Linked DNA regions of Gossypium hirsutum: all the other regions are linked to region 3. The links are chromatin contacts, called in public Hi-C maps. All regions are on one chromosome and are shown on one strand. The core of a region is the stretch at or near the end of the contact, and the rest is flanking DNA. Distances in the headings are between cores, read along the strand shown.

Region 1 (3,047 bases), core at 520-3,019, 350 kb after region 3:
TAATAGGAGGATAAAACATGCTTGAGTGTATTTGAACTTTATGTTTTTCTGTATTGACAACAATACCAATACCAACTAGGGGTGTTCAAACGATTAATTGAACCGAACCGAACTGAAACTTATATATATAAATATATATTGTTAAAACAAGTATAAAATATATCAAAAAAATAAATAAATTGATAAGGTTCATTACACCAAATTATTAGAATTAAAACTACGTATAATTTATATTATTAATTATTAAGTTTGGTTAATTCAGTTAATTCAATTAATTACCCGATTTCGAACAAATTAATCGATAACCAAACTTTCAAAAAATCATTAACTGGCCTGCAACCGATTAATCGAATTAAATCAATTCAATAAATTAATTCGATTTTAACTGAAATTTAAAAACACTTAATACTAATTAAATTAAAACTTAAGCCACGATAATCATCTACCAAAACATTGTTGATAAATGATAATACATGGCGACTCATAAATACTTTCTGAGTTTCCCTTTTTATTAGAAGCCTTGTACTTCCATTTCAAGTCTATAAGCCACATGTGGCAAAGATTTTCATTTTGATGTTTTGGATGAGGTTAATTCTAGAGATATAGAATCTTAATTTCTCTCATAAAAAGTAAAACTTCTATAATTACTAATAATAATGTATAAAAATAATTTAATTTTACATATTTTCATGATTTGCTTATCTAAATTAGATATATATTTTAATTGGTCAAACACATAGCGAACTCTCATTATAATAATTACCCTCTATAATAACATTTCATTAATAAAATTAACCAAATTTTTATGTTTTATAAATTTTTTTTATTTATAATACTCTCTATTAAACTAATTCTTTTCTTAAATTTTAATGAAATCAATTTTATTCTTAAGTGAAATAAAAATCATAAATTTTAATTAAAGATATTATTTTAATAATTTTTTTAAGAAAACTATTTTTAATAAATAAAATTAATTTTTTAAAATTTTAATAAAGATAATCTAATCTTACTAATTAATAATATTATTAACATATTATAGTTTTTTCAAAAAACAAATATAATTTAAATATTGAATTATTATGTTATCTTGTGTCTATAAAAAACAAAATTTTGTCAGTATGTAAAAGATATAGAGAGAGAATTGGTACCGGTTGCCTAAGAGTGCATGAAGCTTGATAATAAGATCCTCTTCATCTTCAGTAAAGTTGCCTCTTTTAAGGTCAGGCCTTAGATAATTTATCCATCTCAGCCTACAACTTTTACCGCATCGAAGGAGCCCTAAACCATTTTTTATAGGAAAGAAGAAGGAATAATACACAATTAGCATCCCTTGACATTAAAAGGAAAATATTGATGATTAAAATGATGATGCATATAAGATAAGAAACCTGCAGCCTGAGGGAGAGTACGCCAGCAACCTTCGCCATGAATTCGAATGTAATTGATGAGCTTCTCATCTTCTTGCTTAGACCATGCCCCTTTATTTGTGTCTTGCTTATCACAGCAAGGCTTCCTCATTCTCTCCTCACTAATTTAACCCTAAAATCTCAGATGATATTAGAAGTGAAAGAGCGCCAAGGCAACAAAAGAGGGGGATTCTTGGGTATATATTAAGGGTTGTTTAGCGACACAGAATTATAAGATAAAAGAGAAATGGAGAAAGAGGGAGAAGGTGTGGGGGTGGGGGGGGGGGTTGTGTTGACTGGTGGTTTGGTCATGCATGTTTCCATGTTTCTTCTCAACTTCTAAGTTTTAAGGGACGAAATTTCAATTACAAAACCAAAAGAAAGGCTAGTAAAAGTTTGACAATTTTTTTTGTCACTTTTCTGGTAGTTGCTTTGGGACTAGATCAAAATCCAAAATATCAAATATTTTACTTCATTTCTCAGCTTTTCCATTCATAAAATAAAATAAAAATTGCTATTATTCAAAATTTAAACCGAGCGAAAGTTTTATTTTTTTTTTTAGTTTATAATTTTTTTATAATATAAAGAATAAACATTTTACATAAATTAGTAACAATAACTAGTCGGTTAATCAAAAATCGATGATCCCACTAGTTTGACCATTATTGTATAATGGAAAATAAAACAAATCAAAAACAAGAAAATAATTGATGGTTTAACTATTTAATTAATTTTTATTTTTATTTAATTATTATTGAATAAGGAATTGACCGATTAAATCAACAAGGTTCTTACATTATAATAAAAATGAAATTTTTTTTTTAAAAAAAACCAATGAATGAAATGAATTTGAACCAATAAAATGTGTTTCCATTACTTTTAATACTTAAATGCGATTGTTTAAATTAAAATATTGTAAGATTTAAAATTTATCGAAATGATCAAAACATTAAGTTCTATTAATTGAGTCTTAGCTTAATTAGTACTAACATTATTGTTAGATTCGAACATATTAAAACACATTTATTTTTAAATTTAAAAATTAAAAAAATATTATAAATAATTTTAAATATTATATATATAAAAGGAATTCATTATCAGCCTAATTGTATTAAGCAATTGGGTTCCAGCAACCGCTACCCCAACTTCCATCCCATCCTATATTTCTCTTTATTGGTTTCGGCTTCAAAAATAATAATTGTCTGTACATTTACATGTATGTATGTATAGAGAGAGTTGATTGGTTAATTTATTTAGTGAATACCCAGTAGCAGAAGAAGAAATGGGAGTTAGCACTTGGCACCTTCACATGTTACGTAGGTTGACTGATAGTTTTTTTTAGCTATTTCTCAACAACAATGGCAGACCATCTTAACAAACAGTCTCTCTTTTCATCATTATAAAATCTATAATTTTTTTTTAAATAATTTATTTTGCATACAAGTCTATAGTACAATATTTGGGGCAATCCAATTAAAGTATGATACTCATCCCTAGGAACTGATTTGTAGATATAAGGCATTAACTGACAAAATATTTCATCTGATTCTTATCAAATCATCAACCTTCATTCTTTCTGATAAGATATTCCTTCCCTTTTTTTCTTAAACTAAGATCTTGAAGCTTTTTCCTACATTTTCT
Region 2 (3,011 bases), core at 52-2,551, 500 kb before region 3:
CTTCATTATCATCCCCAATACGAAATTTGGCCATGTTAATAAAACCATAAATATAGGGCGTGCGGAAGGTGAAGGGAGGGAAGGGAGAAGCGACGGAGCTCAACCCTAAATCACCCTTTCACCGCACGAGTTTCATCCACTCAGCGATTCGCAGCCTCCGCGTCAAAATCTCAACTCAACTTGCCTTGCTTTGCTTTCCCCTTCTGATAAATTTCATTCTAATTATTAATATTACAACTTAATAGCAATCCTACTTACTATCATCTATGGCCGATGCCTGAAACGACATCACCTCACCTCTTCCCCGATCCTCTCTCTTTATAGCTCCGGAAACGTGGGGATAAGATAAGGTTCGAATTTCGATCAAGTCCTTTTTTCAGATGAATATGCCTTTTTTTATTACAAAAGAAAAATATGATGATTTTTTTAAAAAAATTCGGTATTTTATCAAATTTATATTTGTGACATAAATAGTAATGATGACCTTTCTGACAGCAGTTCTGTTTTGACATATTCAAGTTTTTGTCAGCATCCTACTTGATACGGGGTATTATATATACGTATAAATATACGTTTACGTTACACTGTATTTTCATACGTAGAAGGTGTTGCAGGTGTTATTTGAGCAGTTCATATCTTGTCTCCGCGTTTATTTGAAGGAAGCTCTTCTCTCATCACTCATCAATATTCAAGCTTCTGCTTTGGCCTCTTTTGCCGACAAAAAAAAAAAGAGTAATTTCTCTTTTTGCTCCTTAATCAGTTAAAGTATCTGTTTTTCTTTTAAATGAGACTTTTTTTTTTCTTTTTCTGCGGTTTGAATGTCTGTTAGATGTGTGATATTGAAGCTTGAAAGTTTCCTCATAGAATGAAAATTTTAGCTTTTACGATGAAAATGACTGAAAAACAAAAGGGGATTTATTTATAAGTTTATTGGGTTGAATTTCTTTTATTGAGTTTTAATGATAGTTAGTATTCGTCTGCATAAAGCTTTTTCTTTTCTCCTCTTAGCTATTTTCTTGGAGATTCTTATTAGTCTTGAACATTCAACAAAGGGTGACAGTTATTCTTATATTTAGAAAATATTTTGAACATAAATCTGTAGTTAGATCCATTTGGCTCTATATAGAAATCTACCAAATCAATGGCTTTGAGTTAATCATAACATTCATATTATATGATAGGTGGTTTGATATGCTTCTCTTGTATAACTTTTAAGTACACTGTGAGAATGCTTAGGAGTAAGTTTTTTCATGTTACTTTCTTTCAGATTGAATCTAATGGTTATTTGTTTTAATCAGAAAATGTTTGGCAAAGACTTTTTCACCGAATATGGCGAAGCAAGTCAATATGAAATAAAGGAAGTAGTAGGCACAGGAAGTTATGGTGTGGTTGCCTCTGCAATTGATACTCACACTGGAGAGAAGGTAGCTATTAAGAAGATAGCCAATATCTTTGAGCACACATCTGAAGCCACACGTATTCTGAGAGAGATCAAACTTCTACGGCTGCTGCGTCACCCTGACATAGTTCAGATAAAACACATAATGCTTCCTCCATGTCAAAGAGAATTCAAAGACATATTTGTTGTTTTTGAGTTGATGGAATCTGATCTTCACCATGTTATAAAAATCAATGATGATCTAACCCCTGAGCATCATCAGTTTTTCTTATACCAGCTTCTTCGGGGTCTGAAATACATTCACACAGGTTGCCTTCTTTTACATCTCAATTGTTGTACCAATTTGTGATTATAAATGACCCACTTTTTATTAATCTTTTCCTTTCAATTTTTTCAGCACATGTTTTCCATAGAGATTTAAAGCCAAAAAATATACTTGCTAATGCGGATTGCAAACTGAAACTTTGTGATTTTGGACTCGCTCGGGTGTCATTTACGGACGTTCCTTCTGCTATTTTTTGGACTGTTAGTGCTTCTTTCTTGCTTCTGACTGCTTTGCTATTCATAACTATTGTGTGTACCATGTTTGCTGTTTTCACTATCTGATCATCATTTAATCTGTTAAGGATTATGTGGCAACTCGATGGTATCGTGCTCCTGAACTGTGCGGTTCATTTTACTCCAACGTATGTACTGTTGTTTTCCTTTTCTTCAATTGTTTTAATATAGGAATTGTTAGTCAGATGTATAATTAATTTTCAGTTGTCCTCTTTTAGTCTTTTTAGGGATTTTTGTGTTAATAGGCAACGACAAAAACTATATATTTTAGTTTTCTTCTTGTGTCATGCTTGCTACCCTGCTTGAGGAGGTAAAATGGCCGGTTCTTGAGTAAGAAAGAAGCTTCCTTGCATATACTTTGTGAATTGAAGAATGTCTAGATATATCATATACATGTCATACGCATACACTGCTAGTAGAAATTATATTCTATTCAGGTGAACCAAATTGAGCAAAACTTCTCTAGGAACTTTGTTTAATTGATTTTTAAACCCAATTATTTGTGCAGTACACCCCTGCGGTCGATATTTGGAGTGTAGGATGCATATTTGCTGAGTTGATCACTGGAAAACCATTGTTTCCAGGGAAGAATGTGGTGGACCAATTGGATCTTGTGACCGATTTGCTTGGCACTCCCTCTGCTGAAACAATTGCAAGGGTTTGCCATCTCTTTTAAGATACTTCCCTGGCTTTTTCTAAACAGGGACAACATCTTTTCTAACCATCTTGATTCTTCATAATATCTGCAGATTAAGAATGAAAAAGCTAGAAATTATTTGAATAGCTTGAGAAAAAAGAAACCAATTCCTTTCTCAAAAAAATTCCCAAATACAGATCCATTGGCCCTCAAATTGCTTGAGCGTCTGATCGCATTCGATCCTAATGATCGTCCATCCGCTGAAGAGGTAAACTATAGGGGTTCTAATAGTTTTAAGGTTTGAATCTCTTTTCTTCTTACGTTATTGTATTTCCTAACTTATATGATTGTTCTTTATGCAGACATTAGCTGATCCATATTTCCATGGATTGGCAAATGTGGACAATGAACCATCCA
Region 3 (3,061 bases), core at 111-2,610:
TATAGGAAACAATGTTAACAGTTTCACGAATAAATCCTAATTGCATTGTATTTGGTTGTCACCTGAAATATTAAGGAGCAGTTCCCACAACAAACAAATACAACTTTGAAAAGCTAGTCTTTCTATGCCACCAGCTCCCCTCATGGTCATTGTTCGCGCTTGAAACATTATGTCAAGCAACAATCAAGGCCTTGGTGATGGGGGGTACAAATATCATCATTTGTAACGATGTTATACCATATCATGCAAAAAAAGAACCTTAAAATGTAACATGATTTATACTTTTAATGATTTTTCATCTTTTGGATCAAATCAATCAGGTTCCTTCTCCTCAATATACAAACACTTAGAAAACAAGATCTAATTTTGGTAGTAATGTAACATGATAACATTTTCTACTGCCATTTTGAAAGAGAATTGAGTATTTAAAATGTAGGACAAATGTATTACCTCTTTCCTCGTTTGAGACATGAGAGAGATCATTTCCGCCATAAAATCAGAAAAACCCTGTAAAAAGAAAACCCCAATGTTTCATTCAACTGTTACCAAACTACTGAAGGGAAAAGAAATTAAAGGAAATACCAACTTTTCTGAAAAAAAAAAAACCCACCTCATCCTCTTCATCTTCAGGATCATATAACCCAGCATCGTACAGAGTTCTCTTCCTCTGGTCTGATAAAACTACCAACACAAACAAACTGTAATTAAACCAAGGCAATATAAAACAAAAAAACGTAACCACTAGGGCAAATTCATTAAACTGGAACGTTGGGGCATGACGACTTACTTACCCGAATAGGCTTCTTGAATTTGCTGGAATTTATGCTTAGCTTCACTCAATAGAGAGGGTGTTCTCGTCCACCTATCTGGATGCCATTGCTGCTCCTCACATTCACAGAACAAACAAACCATAAGTTGAGGTTCTTCAAACTTCTTATACAACTGCACGGATGCTATATAAAAAAAAAACCCAGAGATCATTGGTTCAATGTTGAAAAAGGAAAAAGCTTACCATTGCAAGCTTTCGATAAGCACGCTTGATATCTTGAATAGAAGCATCAACCTTGACCCCCAGAACATTATAATAAGAAGGTAAAGCAGGTTCACCCTCCATCATCACCGACTCAACTTTTTTTTCCCAACAGAAAAACAACCAGATATTTAAGAACGAGTGCTGAAAACTTAAAACCGATGATGGTGTTAATCCAAGCATGAAAAGGATTGAACATGAAATATATATAAAGAAAATGGAACGTGGAGGAAGAAAATATCTGGGGAATTTGTTTGATTGATTTGAATCGGGAATGTTCGGGAACTAATGTGTTGTTTCATTATGGCGACAAACATGTGGATATATATGCAAAGAGAAGATATTTTGTGCAAAAGATCGGAGATATTTTTGAAAGGTAAAGCTCGCTTTTTAGGCTTCTATATTTCTCTTAGCCTGACGTGACAGTTTTAACCAACACTTGTGATGCTGACACCTGTAAATCTTATAATCTGGACTTTTTTCTATTAATAGGATTAATTTAAAGGTTAAAAGGTATCAGAAGCTCATCTATTCTTTCCGTAATTAATATGAGTTTCAGTGATTAATTTTTTATTTTCTTTTAAGAATTTTTTTTAGATTTTAAAATAGAAGAATATATATTTTAACTTCTAAACTTATTTGTATTTAGTTGGGTCCTAATTTTTTAACCTGAATGGCCCTGAACTTATATTTCCAAATTAACATTGTGCTATTATGGCATTGATAGCTAATCTAATAGTGTCAAATGACTACCTCTCAGTACACCACATGACAAACATAAATTAAAATTTTAAAAATATATAAATTAATTAAAAAGAGTATTTTTTTTCACATCAAAAGAGTATAAATGACTACCTATACATCTTGTGAGTTGTATTGATACAAGTCGATCTGCAATGCTTCCAACGGCTAGAAATTTCCCCAATGGCTATAAATGATCACAAATTTTTGCCTTATTATATATACACATTAAGAACACTTCAAGACTTAAGAGATGAACATCCGAGCATATAAATCAAGAGAAAAACTTTCAATTCTTTATTTTTTTTCATTTTCTCTTGCACGTATCTCTTAGTTGCTTATTGTTATATCTATTTATCATTCTTATTTTCTTTCTTTGAGAGAGAGCTAACACTTGTAAACACACACCTTTGAGAGGCTTTCATTGTTTACATCATTCATCTTTGTTGTAAAGAGCTACTTAAGGCTTTTAAGTTACAAAAACTTAAGTGATTTGTAAAGGGTTTCTATTTGAGCCATTAAAACTAGAGTGTTTCAGTTTAGCCATGAAAACTAGGGGAAGGTTCTATCTTAACATTTGTAAAAGATAGAGATTGTAAAGGTCATGCATTTTCCTTAAAAAGTAGCAATTCTTATTGTGACAGCCCAAAATTGACCCTAGTCGGGAAGTGGTTTCGGGACCACAAAACCGAGTCATAAAAATAATTGATTTCCATATTCTATGCTTATTATGTGTGTACATGATATGTGGAAGTTTCATTCTCCAATTTTGCCAATTGCATGAGAAATTATTAAATAGGGATTGATATGAGACATGGTGAAAATATGATAGGCTAATTTAAAATGGTCTATTAATGCATGTTGTGAAAATGATGGGTTTGCATGTCAAATTACCCAAAATTTGAGCTAGTGGTTGGCCATGCTATGGGTGGAAACATGTTGGGAACATGTTGGCCTAGTGAGGTATGTAGGAAAAAAATAAAATAAGGGGCATGGGCATAAAATAATAAAAAGGAGTATGATGAATACAAAAAAAAAATGTGTGTAGTTGTTTTCCCCCCTCCCCATTGCCGTGAGCTAAAGAAAGGAAAAGAAAAACTTGTTCATCCTTTTTCATCCTCTTTTGACCGAAAATTCTAAGGAAGGAGGAAGGAGTTCTTGCTTCATGTTTGGTTTGGAAGAGGATTAGGAGGAAGTTTGGCCATGCATGTAACTAGATTGAGGTATGTTTGATATTATTCTTTGAGATTCATGCATATTTTAGTTGTTAGCTTGAGTTCTACCTAGCCC

What was found. A called contact is a pair of places that touch in the nucleus more often than the background predicts.
Region 1: a contact with region 3 is called in a Hi-C map of leaf, with 5 times the contacts expected there. The contact joins the promoter of LOC107886443 here to the promoter of LOC107886360 in region 3. A contact is called at or near these places in 3 of 34 Hi-C or Micro-C datasets (leaf and seedling).
Region 2: a Hi-C map of leaf shows a contact between it and region 3, with 2.7 times the contacts expected there. The contact joins the promoter of LOC107886295 here to the promoter of LOC107886360 in region 3. A contact is called at or near these places in 2 of 34 Hi-C or Micro-C datasets (both in leaf).

What each region holds. Positions count from the first base shown.
Region 1 is chrA03:90,259,350-90,262,396 of Gossypium_hirsutum_v2.1, forward strand. LOC107886443 (transcription repressor MYB4) reads right to left here and starts at 1,770. Exons shown (of 3, transcript XM_016810400.2): 1 at 1,389-1,770; 2 at 1,149-1,278. The coding sequence starts at 1,518.
Region 2 is chrA03:89,410,185-89,413,195 of Gossypium_hirsutum_v2.1, forward strand. It overlaps LOC107886295 (mitogen-activated protein kinase 17-like), which reads left to right and starts at 1,302. Exons shown (of 10, transcript NM_001326724.1): 1 at 1,302-1,707; 2 at 1,797-1,924; 3 at 2,026-2,085; 4 at 2,466-2,615; 5 at 2,707-2,862; 6 at 2,957-3,011. The coding sequence starts at 1,302. LOC121222992 (a long non-coding RNA gene) reads right to left here and starts at 47. Exons shown (of 3, transcript XR_005920344.1): 1 at 1-47.
Region 3 is chrA03:89,907,774-89,910,834 of Gossypium_hirsutum_v2.1, forward strand. LOC107886360 (chaperone protein DnaJ) reads right to left here and starts at 1,361. Exons shown (of 5, transcript XM_016810285.2): 1 at 1,013-1,361; 2 at 792-879; 3 at 611-681; 4 at 451-507. The coding sequence starts at 1,213.